Regions from separate parts of the Rattus norvegicus genome. Here region 2 is linked to region 1. Evidence: chromatin contacts called from public Hi-C data. All regions are on one chromosome and are shown on one strand. The core of a region is the stretch at or near the end of the contact, and the rest is flanking DNA. Distances in the headings are between cores, read along the strand shown. Region 1 has its middle 32 kb from the start of Xiap. Region 2 overlaps Xiap (X-linked inhibitor of apoptosis).

Evidence for each region. Hi-C and Micro-C count contacts between places; a contact is called where the count stands out from the background.
Region 2: a contact with region 1 is called in a Hi-C map of liver, with 3 times the contacts expected there. The contact joins two enhancer-like sites. A contact is called at or near these places in 3 of 12 Hi-C or Micro-C datasets (hepatocytes, kidney and liver).

The regions. Positions count from the first base shown.
Region 1 is chrX:125,729,339-125,733,835 of GRCr8, reverse strand. No RefSeq gene overlaps it. Among named protein-coding and RNA genes, the nearest start is that of Xiap, 32 kb to the left of the region's middle. Within about 2 kb of position 2,560, at least 10 of the 93 cell types and tissues checked have an H3K27ac peak or open chromatin away from gene starts, as enhancers often do. A contact at or near this core is called in hepatocytes and liver, where this site is marked.
Region 2 is chrX:125,775,623-125,780,119 of GRCr8, reverse strand. All of the region lies in intron 2 of Xiap (X-linked inhibitor of apoptosis), which reads right to left. Among named protein-coding and RNA genes, the nearest start is that of Xiap, 14 kb to the right of the region's middle. Within about 2 kb of position 2,284, at least 2 of the 93 cell types and tissues checked have an H3K27ac peak or open chromatin away from gene starts, as enhancers often do. A contact at or near this core is called in hepatocytes and liver, where this site is marked.

The DNA of each region.
Region 1 (4,497 bases), core at 1,311-3,810:
TCAGAACTCAGGTGGGTTGTGGGTTGAACCTTTGCCTGTGTGGATATGTGCAAAGCTAGGGCACTTGATGGAGTAATTTCTCCACAATCCTATTTCCTTTCATCATTATTAATTAAATTTCTGGCCTGGAAAGATGCCTCAGTGTCTTGGGTTCTATTCCTAGCACGCACATGGTGGTTCGCAACTATCCGTAAGTTCTGCAGGTACCAGGCACACATGGATGCACACATGTATTTAATGCAGAACACTCATACACATACAAGAAACTAAGGTTTTAAACTGTTAATTTGAAAGGCAGTTTTGCACATGTATACTGACAACTTTCACCTCTCTCCTCCTTATCTCCCCAAAGAAATTTTCTAGATCTCCTCCTTATCTCCCCACAGACATTTTCTGGATCATTCGAGACTCTTTGTTTTGTGATCCACTGGGATTAACCAGGGCTTTATGGTGTGATTTCTCTTGAAGCATGGTGGACTCGGCAGTAGGTACTGTGGAGTAGATGCTGGCCCCTCTTCTTCCGGGGTCTTATCAAGAGCCAGTATTTCAGAGGTAAAGAGTGGGATCCTGTGAGCCCCTCCCCGTTCCTTGACTTATTGATGGGGCTGGTGTTGTACACACCCAGTACAAGCAACTAAACTGTCAGTCAATAACTGTAGGAGTTGTATCAAATCTAAAGAATGGCTTGTCACACCCCTTCATCCTAGCTTTCAGTCATTACAGACTTCCTGTCCCCTTTTCCACAATGCTCCTTGAGCCTTGCAAGGATGATATGTCTTCTTTAGAGCCATGCCTACAACAAGCCTATGTCTTAATTGATGATAGTCACGGCATCAGAAGCCTTGGGTGCAAGCAAGAATGTAGACATCATGCTTCACACAAGGTACAGATGTTATTTTCTTAGTACGTTCATGTTCTAGAAATTGGTCTGCTTCCTCCAGCCAATACATCTGAGAGAGGGGGGGGAGGGAGAGAGAGAGAGAGGGAGAGAGGGAGGACAGAGGGAGAGAGGGAGAGAGGGAGAGAGGTAATTAGTGGTAAGTCGACAACTTTAACCTTTACACCCTGATGATTTCAGTTTTGTTACATTGTTCTTCCTGGAGGAGAGGTTCCCTTTTCTCAATCAACCCCTCTGATTTTCTTAAGTTTTAGTCTGGAACCTAGCTAAGTGGTAGAGTCTTGTGCTTACCATATTAAAACCCTGGGCATTCCATTCTCAGCACCAAAAGAAAATGTTGAGGAGAGATCTTTTCTGTGCGAGGGGAAAAAGCTCTTAAAAAGTGGTTGAAGGAATCAGAGAAAGAACTGGAAGAGCTTGAAGGGGCTCGAAACCCCGTATGTACAACAATGCCAAGCAACCAGAGCTTCCAGGGACTAAGCCACTACCTAAAGACTATACATGGACTGACCCTGGACTCTGACCTCATAGGTAGCAATGAATATCCTAGTAAGAGCACCAGTGGAAGGGGAAGCCCTGGGTCCTGCTAAGACTGAACGTGATTGTTGGGGGGAGGGCGGCAATGGGGGGAGGATGGGGAGGGGAACACCCATAAGGAAGGGGAGGGATTAGGGGGATGTTTGCCCGGAAACCGGGAAAGGGAATAACACTCGAAATGTATATAAGAAATACTCAAGTTAATAAAAAAAAAAAGTGGTTGGGCGTTACCAATGGTTACAGCCACGTCTCTGTCCAGATAGAGCAGACTAAATCAATATTTCCTCTTCTGGATGCTGTCTGAACAAGGCCCATTCCTGTTTGGGTATGCCACATGTTATAAGACATTAGGAAAAATTAAGGCTAACATTCACAAAGTCAATAACCCACAGGAAAACTGTGGATTGCTTAAAAATAAAATAACCTGTTGGAAGCCTGAAAAAAAAATGCCAATGTTAGAAAAAAAATACTAGGCACTTGAGAAATTAAATATGCAGCTTAGTTAGCTGCAAAGTCAAAGACACTATTGTAAAAAAACGGAAAAAGATGTCTTTCAAAACTGGAACTAGATTTTCTGATGGGGAGAATTGGCCGTTAGAAAAACCATGGCAGCTTGGGTACTAGGAAAATTGCACGAGCTCAGAAAGAATGATGACGTCTTTGCTTAAGACTCTCATTCTTCTTTCTGAACCATAGCTGAGAAAAATGCCAGCTGGAGAATCAGTGGGACGAAAGCGATAAAAGGGGAATTTGATGTGTGGCCAGGGGCTGGGAGTTGGGGGTTTCAGGTGGCTGGTGGCTTCCATGAAAGCGCTGCAATAAAGCTTTGTGAGAGGTGACTGAGTAAAAACGTTTCTCTTTCCTTCTCTCACAGCCTATACCTTCTCCTATGGATTCCATCCTCCCCTTGGCCTTTTCCCAAATCAGATTATTTTTGCAACTCTGCCTTGAATGTTCTTCCTGCTTCCTGACCTTATGGGGGTTCCGAAGTATGATGCCTAGAGTAAAAAGGCTTTAAGTTGGGCTTACTGTTCAGACATTAGAGTCCTCACTCAGAAGCAGTCCCGTGACATTTCTGCACCAGATTATCGGGGACCAGGAGCAGGGGAGGGACAAACAGTTGCATTGTTGGACTTTACCCCGCTCTGGTGCCGAATAGGACCATGGACTAGGCCACTTTGGCCTACAAGGGTTTAGCTGTGGGAGGCTGCCACCTGGTGGTCAGATATGGTAGGTGCAGAAGAATTCATAGGGGCCTCCCACCCTTATCATTTACTGACCATCTAATGTGAGCTATTTGCTTAAAGGAATTATCTCATTTAAACGTCACAACATTTAAATGCACCCTGGCTCACACCTATAATGCCAGCACTCAGGGAGCTGAAACAGGAGGATTGCTTAGTGTTCAGGGGAAACCTGAGCTAGAATATGACACCTTAAAAAAATGGAGGGGGCTGGAAATGCAGGTTGGCTGGTAGAATGCTTGCCTACTGTGCTTAAAGCCTTCTGTTCAATATCTGGCACTGCAGAAACCAGGCGTGGCGATGTACACCTATAATCCCAGCACTTGGAAGGTAGAGACTGGATCAGGAGTTCAAGGTCATCCTCGGCTACTTCAATTCTAGCCTGGGCTATATGAGACCATGCCTCAGAAAAGGAAAAAATAAAATAAATACCAAATCAAAAAAAATCCAATAAAAAGAAATGAAAAGAAATAAGCCTATCTCCTAGCAATTGTAGGAAGGCATGGTGGCTGAGGCCTGTAATGCCAATATTTGGGTGGCAGAAACAGAATTGCCTTGAGATCCAGGCTAGCTCAGACAACAGAGCAATACTCTTGTCTCCAAAGTCAAACCAACTCCCCTAAACGATCTCTTATTGCGGGTATCACCGTCACTTGGTACATGAATGATTTATATTAAACTGTTAAGGTAATTAAAGTTATTAATATGTAGCTCAATTGCTAGAATGCTTACCTAGCATGCTTGAAGTCCCGGGTTTGAGCCCCAGTGCCATGTAAGCTGGGAGTGGCTGCGCATGTCTGCAAGCCTGACATTTAAGGGATTGAAGTGGGAGGATCGCTGCGAGTTTGAGACCAGCTTTGACTAACATGGAGAGTTTTAGGATGATCTGGGCTACAGAGGGAGATTTTTATCCCCAAACCCAACTGACTAGTTAATTAGTGTGGTCGGTATATGGTAAATACTCAGCACAAAAGCAGGAAGTTATGTTACCTAATGCTGTTCGTTCATTTGCTTCAACTTCAGATTGTCCCGCCTACACGGGTCCTCACGATGGATTTTTTACTGATAAAAATACTGCTGTCTAGGCAGGGAGATGGCTCAGTGGGTAAAATATGTGTTGCATGGCCTGCCTTTCATCTCTAGAACCCACAAGAAGGGTGAAAGGAGAGAACGTCACAGGGTTGTTCTCAGACCTCCACATGCATACTCTGGCTTACTTGCCCAGCCCACATCGTGTGTGTACATATATACATAATAACAATGAATTAAAACCCAACTGGGTCTGGTGGCACATGCATCTAGTCCCAGAGCTCAGGAGGCTGCGGTAGGTAGATCTCAATGAGTTTGCGGTCAGCTTCATCTATATAGTGAGCTCTGGTATATGCATGCCCAGGATTCTGGCAAGGAAGACAGACTAGTGACATGTTCAATGACAGGCTGGCCAGTATTTTGCTTGACAACTTCAGTGAAGAACCAGTGTTGCACACATGAAACTCATAGAAGCAACGCTAGAAGAATTATTACACAGCAGAAGCAGCCATGATGTAGAGAATGTCAGTTTCACATCTGACATGGTTCTTTTATATAAAGAGCATAAATAAATGAGCATCTTCCATTGGAGAGAGGTGCAGGAGAAGTGGCACCTTTGATTTAGGGCTATAAGAAGATGAAGGGGTGAGAGAAGAACCATCACTAGTCAAATGATGTCTAAAAAGAAGAGGGAGGAGTTGGGATCCATCAGCAGAGAGGCTGGAGTTGCACAGATAATATCCAAGTCATTGCTGTGATTAACTCCCCTTCGTGGAAATGATGGAGTTT
Region 2 (4,497 bases), core at 1,035-3,534, 47 kb before region 1:
AATCACTCACTTTACCTATATGTGCTTCTCTCATATTGTGTATCCAGTAAAACTTACACACACACACACACACACACACACACACACACACACACACACACACACACACAGAGCTGACTAGGGTGTCTGTGTGTGTGTGTGTGTGTGTGTGTGTGTGTGTGTGTGTGTTATAATGATCACAATTATTATGCATGGTCTTTTATCTCAAAATGTCTTTAAAAGGCAGGCAGGGTGATTCATGCCTGAATCAGACTTGGAAGTTTGAGGCAGGAGGACTGCTAGGTGGTCAGGACCAACCAGGGCTATAGAGTGAGGGATATATGGTGAGACCTTACCTCAAAAAACGAACAAAAAATACAAAATCAAGAGCAAAACAAAACAAAAAAACAAAACAAAAAAAACAAACAAAGGAAGGAAGGAAGGAAAGATGGATGGAAAGAAAGGAAAGAAACTGCTAGTAGAAGAGTAGAAGGGCGAGAGTGGGTAGATGGGGGAGCACCCTAATACAGGCCAAGGGGAGGGGGGGAGAGGACAGATGGGATGGGGGCTTGTGGAGGGGGTAACCAGGAAGGGGGTATCATTTGAGATGTAAATGAATGGGATGATTAATAGCAGAAGAGGAGGAGGAAGGAAGAGCAGGAGGAGTGGTGGAAGCCAAGGTGAGACCCAGCTGATCTGCAGGCACATACATTACTCCTAAGTGAGTGTTCAGCATTAACTGTGGATATGGATGTCAAGAACAAGGTCAGCACCAAATTTCACTTAAAAAAAAAAAACAGGCAATACCTGGAAATTTTAAGCAGTTTGTAGATTACTGTAAATGTTCACAAGAGACCTGTTAACATTTTAGTAGGTCATTCAGACATCCAGGAAGACTTGATAATGATAATGATTAGTAATGATAGTTAATAATGATAACTATGTTAAAGCTATTATTTCACCTACTTAAAGCTACCTATCTTAAAGCTACTTACAACCTACTGTTTAGGATTTTTTTAAATGATTTTTAAAGATTTATTTATTTATATGTAAGTATGCTGTAGCTGTCCTCAGACACACCAGAAGAGGGCATCAGATCCCTTTACAGATGGTTGTGAGCCACCATGTGGTTGCTGGGAATCAACCTCAGGACCTCTGGAAGAGCAGCCAGTGCTCTTAACTTCGAGCTGTCTCTCCAGCCCAGTTAATTGTTTCTTAAACACATAAACTCTAGTGTGAAATAGTACTGAAAATCTCTGTACTTAAGTTTTCAAGTATTACTACTACTACTACTACTACTATTATCATTATAATTTTATTTTTGAGGGAAATGGAAAATGAGGAAGGAGGGCAGCATCCTATGTAACACAGGGCAGCCTTGAAATCCATGTCCTCCGGCTGTCATCTCCTAACTGCTGGGTTTAAGGATGTGTACCACACTGGGCTCCTGTGTATTTAAATTCTCCTATTTATTTTTTAGATGAAGGAGCTCGCACCACACCATGCATGTGGAAATCAGAGGACGATTTGCAGGAATCAGTTCCCTTCTTTCACCATGTGTGCTCAAGGGATTGAATTGAGGTCATAAGACTTGGCAGCAAAGCACATTTCACTGCTGAGCCCCTAGTGTTATCTTATCAGCCCCTATTGTTTATTTTATGTTTTTCTTTTTTAGACAAATTCGAACTATGTAGCTCTGGCTGGTCTTGAACACAGAGATCCAGCCGCCTCTGCCTCCAGAGTGCTGAGGCTAAAGATGTGCACCACCATGTGGTTACATTTTTATTTCTTTTCTTTTCTTTCTTTTTTTTTTTGTTTTTTTGTTTTTTTTGTTTTACTTTTAGAGACTGGATTTCCATGTGTAGTCGTGACTGTTCTAGACCTCACTCTGTAAACCAGAATGGCCTAGAAATCAAGAGATCCACCTGCTTCTGCCTCCTGAGGACTGGGATTAAAATAAACACAGGTATCACCATCTCTTGGCAATTCTAAATATTTAAAAGGTAAATTTCACTGTCTCTGTTAATGAGACTCCTTTACTAACAATATACCCCTATTTTCCAGGCTCGCTGGAATTCCTGGTGCTTATTTGTATATTAGTATGTCCTTGTTGTTTTGTGCTGCTGGGGAACAAACCTTCCACATACTAGGTGAGTGATCTCAGGCTGGATTAGATCCTCACCTAGGTTAGGTTTTTAACATTTTTACTTATCTTCAAAACTTTGTGTGCATGGTTGGGGAAAGGCACGTGGAGCCACAGCCTGAGTCCAGAGGTCAGAGAGGAGCTCTGTGGAGTCAGCTCTTGCTCCACCTTTACGTGGGTCCTGGCACGGCAATGCTTCACCTGCTGAGCCACCTCACTGTCAGTCCATTCTAAATTCTGAGACTGGGTAGCTGTCAGTCAGGTGGCAGACTCACCTTGACCCTGCTTTGTAGTCCAGGCAAGCCACTGACCTTGTAATCCTCCTCTTTAGCTCTCTAAGTGCTAGGATTATAGGCCTCTAGCAGCATTTCAAGCTTCCGGTGTACATTTATTTTATGGGGCAAGGAGAGTGTTGAAACAAGGTTTATTAACAACCCAGGTTTTGTCAAGAGCTAGCAATAAACTCACCATCCTCCTGCCTCAGCCTTTCATAAACTGGGATTGCAGACAACTATGCCTAACACTTTTATATTTATTTAGTGAGTTCCAGTACCATGTTTTAGATATAAAATCTACCAAAAGAAAAATAAGCTTACACAAATGAAAACCTAGTATATATTTTTACACAAAGACTTTGTATTCTCTTCTTTTTGTTGTGCTTGTTCTACTGTGGATTGGATTGGGGGCTGGTGTTCTGTCATAAAGCTACACTTCTCAGCCTGACTGGATTTTTCGTAGGATTATGCTACAAACACTATCTTAAAAAATAAACAGGAGGCATGGGAGATGACTGACCAATTAAGAGCACTGGCTGCTTTCAGAGGACCTGGGTTTAGCTCCTAGCACCAGCATGGCAGCTCACAACTGTTTGTAACTCTAGTTCCAGGAGAGCTAATGCCCTTTTCTTGCCCCTGGGGATACCATGCACTCATAGGATACAAACATATACATGTAAACAAAACACTCATACACATAAACAAAGATTAAAATTAACTATGTAGTATCTACCTGTCACTGATAGTCACTCTCCACATACACACTCAGAACACCTACTTTCTTTTTGCCATTACTTTTTTTTCTTTTTTCTTTTTCTTTTTTTTTTTTTTCCGGAGCTGGGAACCAAACCCAGGGCCCTAGCAAGCGCTCTACCACTGAGCTAAATCCCCAACCCATTGCCATTACTTTTTAATAATTACAGTACAATGCACACAAGTAATAAAATAATTACATACAGAAATTAAGAATGTAAAAAACAACGGTTCCTATGGTCTATTATGTGTGGATATGTCTATAATAATTGTGTACTATTTAAAACAATGAATAACAAACTTTTCAAGTTTGAAGGATATTTTCTCAATATGGTAAAAATATATTGAGAAGTAGCTTTGCAGGGAATGGTGGTACATACCTCTACACTCAGCCCTTGGGAGACAGAGGCAGGCAGATCTCTGTGAATTCAAGGCCAATCTGTTTTATATAGGGAGTTCCAGGACAGCTAGGGCAGCCAGAGTAAACTAGAGTTCACTCTGATAACATCATCTTACGTGTATTATTCTGTGAAAACCCTATGTTCAAATAAGGTTAAAAGCAATTAATTGTTTTACAGTGTGACTTTGACTTTTAAAACAGATATTAAGTGGACTTAAACCACCTGAACAATTCAAGTTCTCTATCTACCCACTTCTGTACCTTTAAACCTCCAGGGCCCTTCCTAGAAGCAATCACTCTCACTAGTTTCTTATTTACTCTTCCAGAAATGTTCTCGGAATACAGAATCATATATAGGCATTTTAAAAGTCTTTAGACATCTAGTAGTGGCATACACCTTTAATTCCATTTGGGAGGCAGAGGCAGGAGAATAGCCACAACCTCCCAGCCAGCAGGGTTACAGAGAGTACCAGACCAGTCTGAGCTACAGAATGAGAACCTGCTTCGTAAACATATAAGCAAATAATTAAATAAAGGGAGGTGTGGTGGCACATGCTTATAATCACAGCACATGGGAAGTGGAGGAGGGAGGATAAGGAATTCACGAACATCTCTGGCCATAAGAGACCTTATGTCAAAGAAAAGAAAAGAAAAGAAAAGAAAAGAAAAGAAAAGAAAGATTTTAGTTTTATTTTTCTGAGAAATCTCTGGGTTTCTATAGTGGCTAAACTAATTTATATTCCCACCACCAGCAAATTCTCAACATTTGCTATTTTTCTGTTTTACTTAAAGTCATTCTGTAAAAGGAGGAGTAGGGGTGAATACTGTCAAAATATATTGTATAATATTCACAAATTAATAAAAACATTGTGTCAAATAGTCACCACAGAAAGAATAAAATTGGCCCAGTGTTCTGGAAAGTATCCTGGCAGTGTATGTAAAAGAAG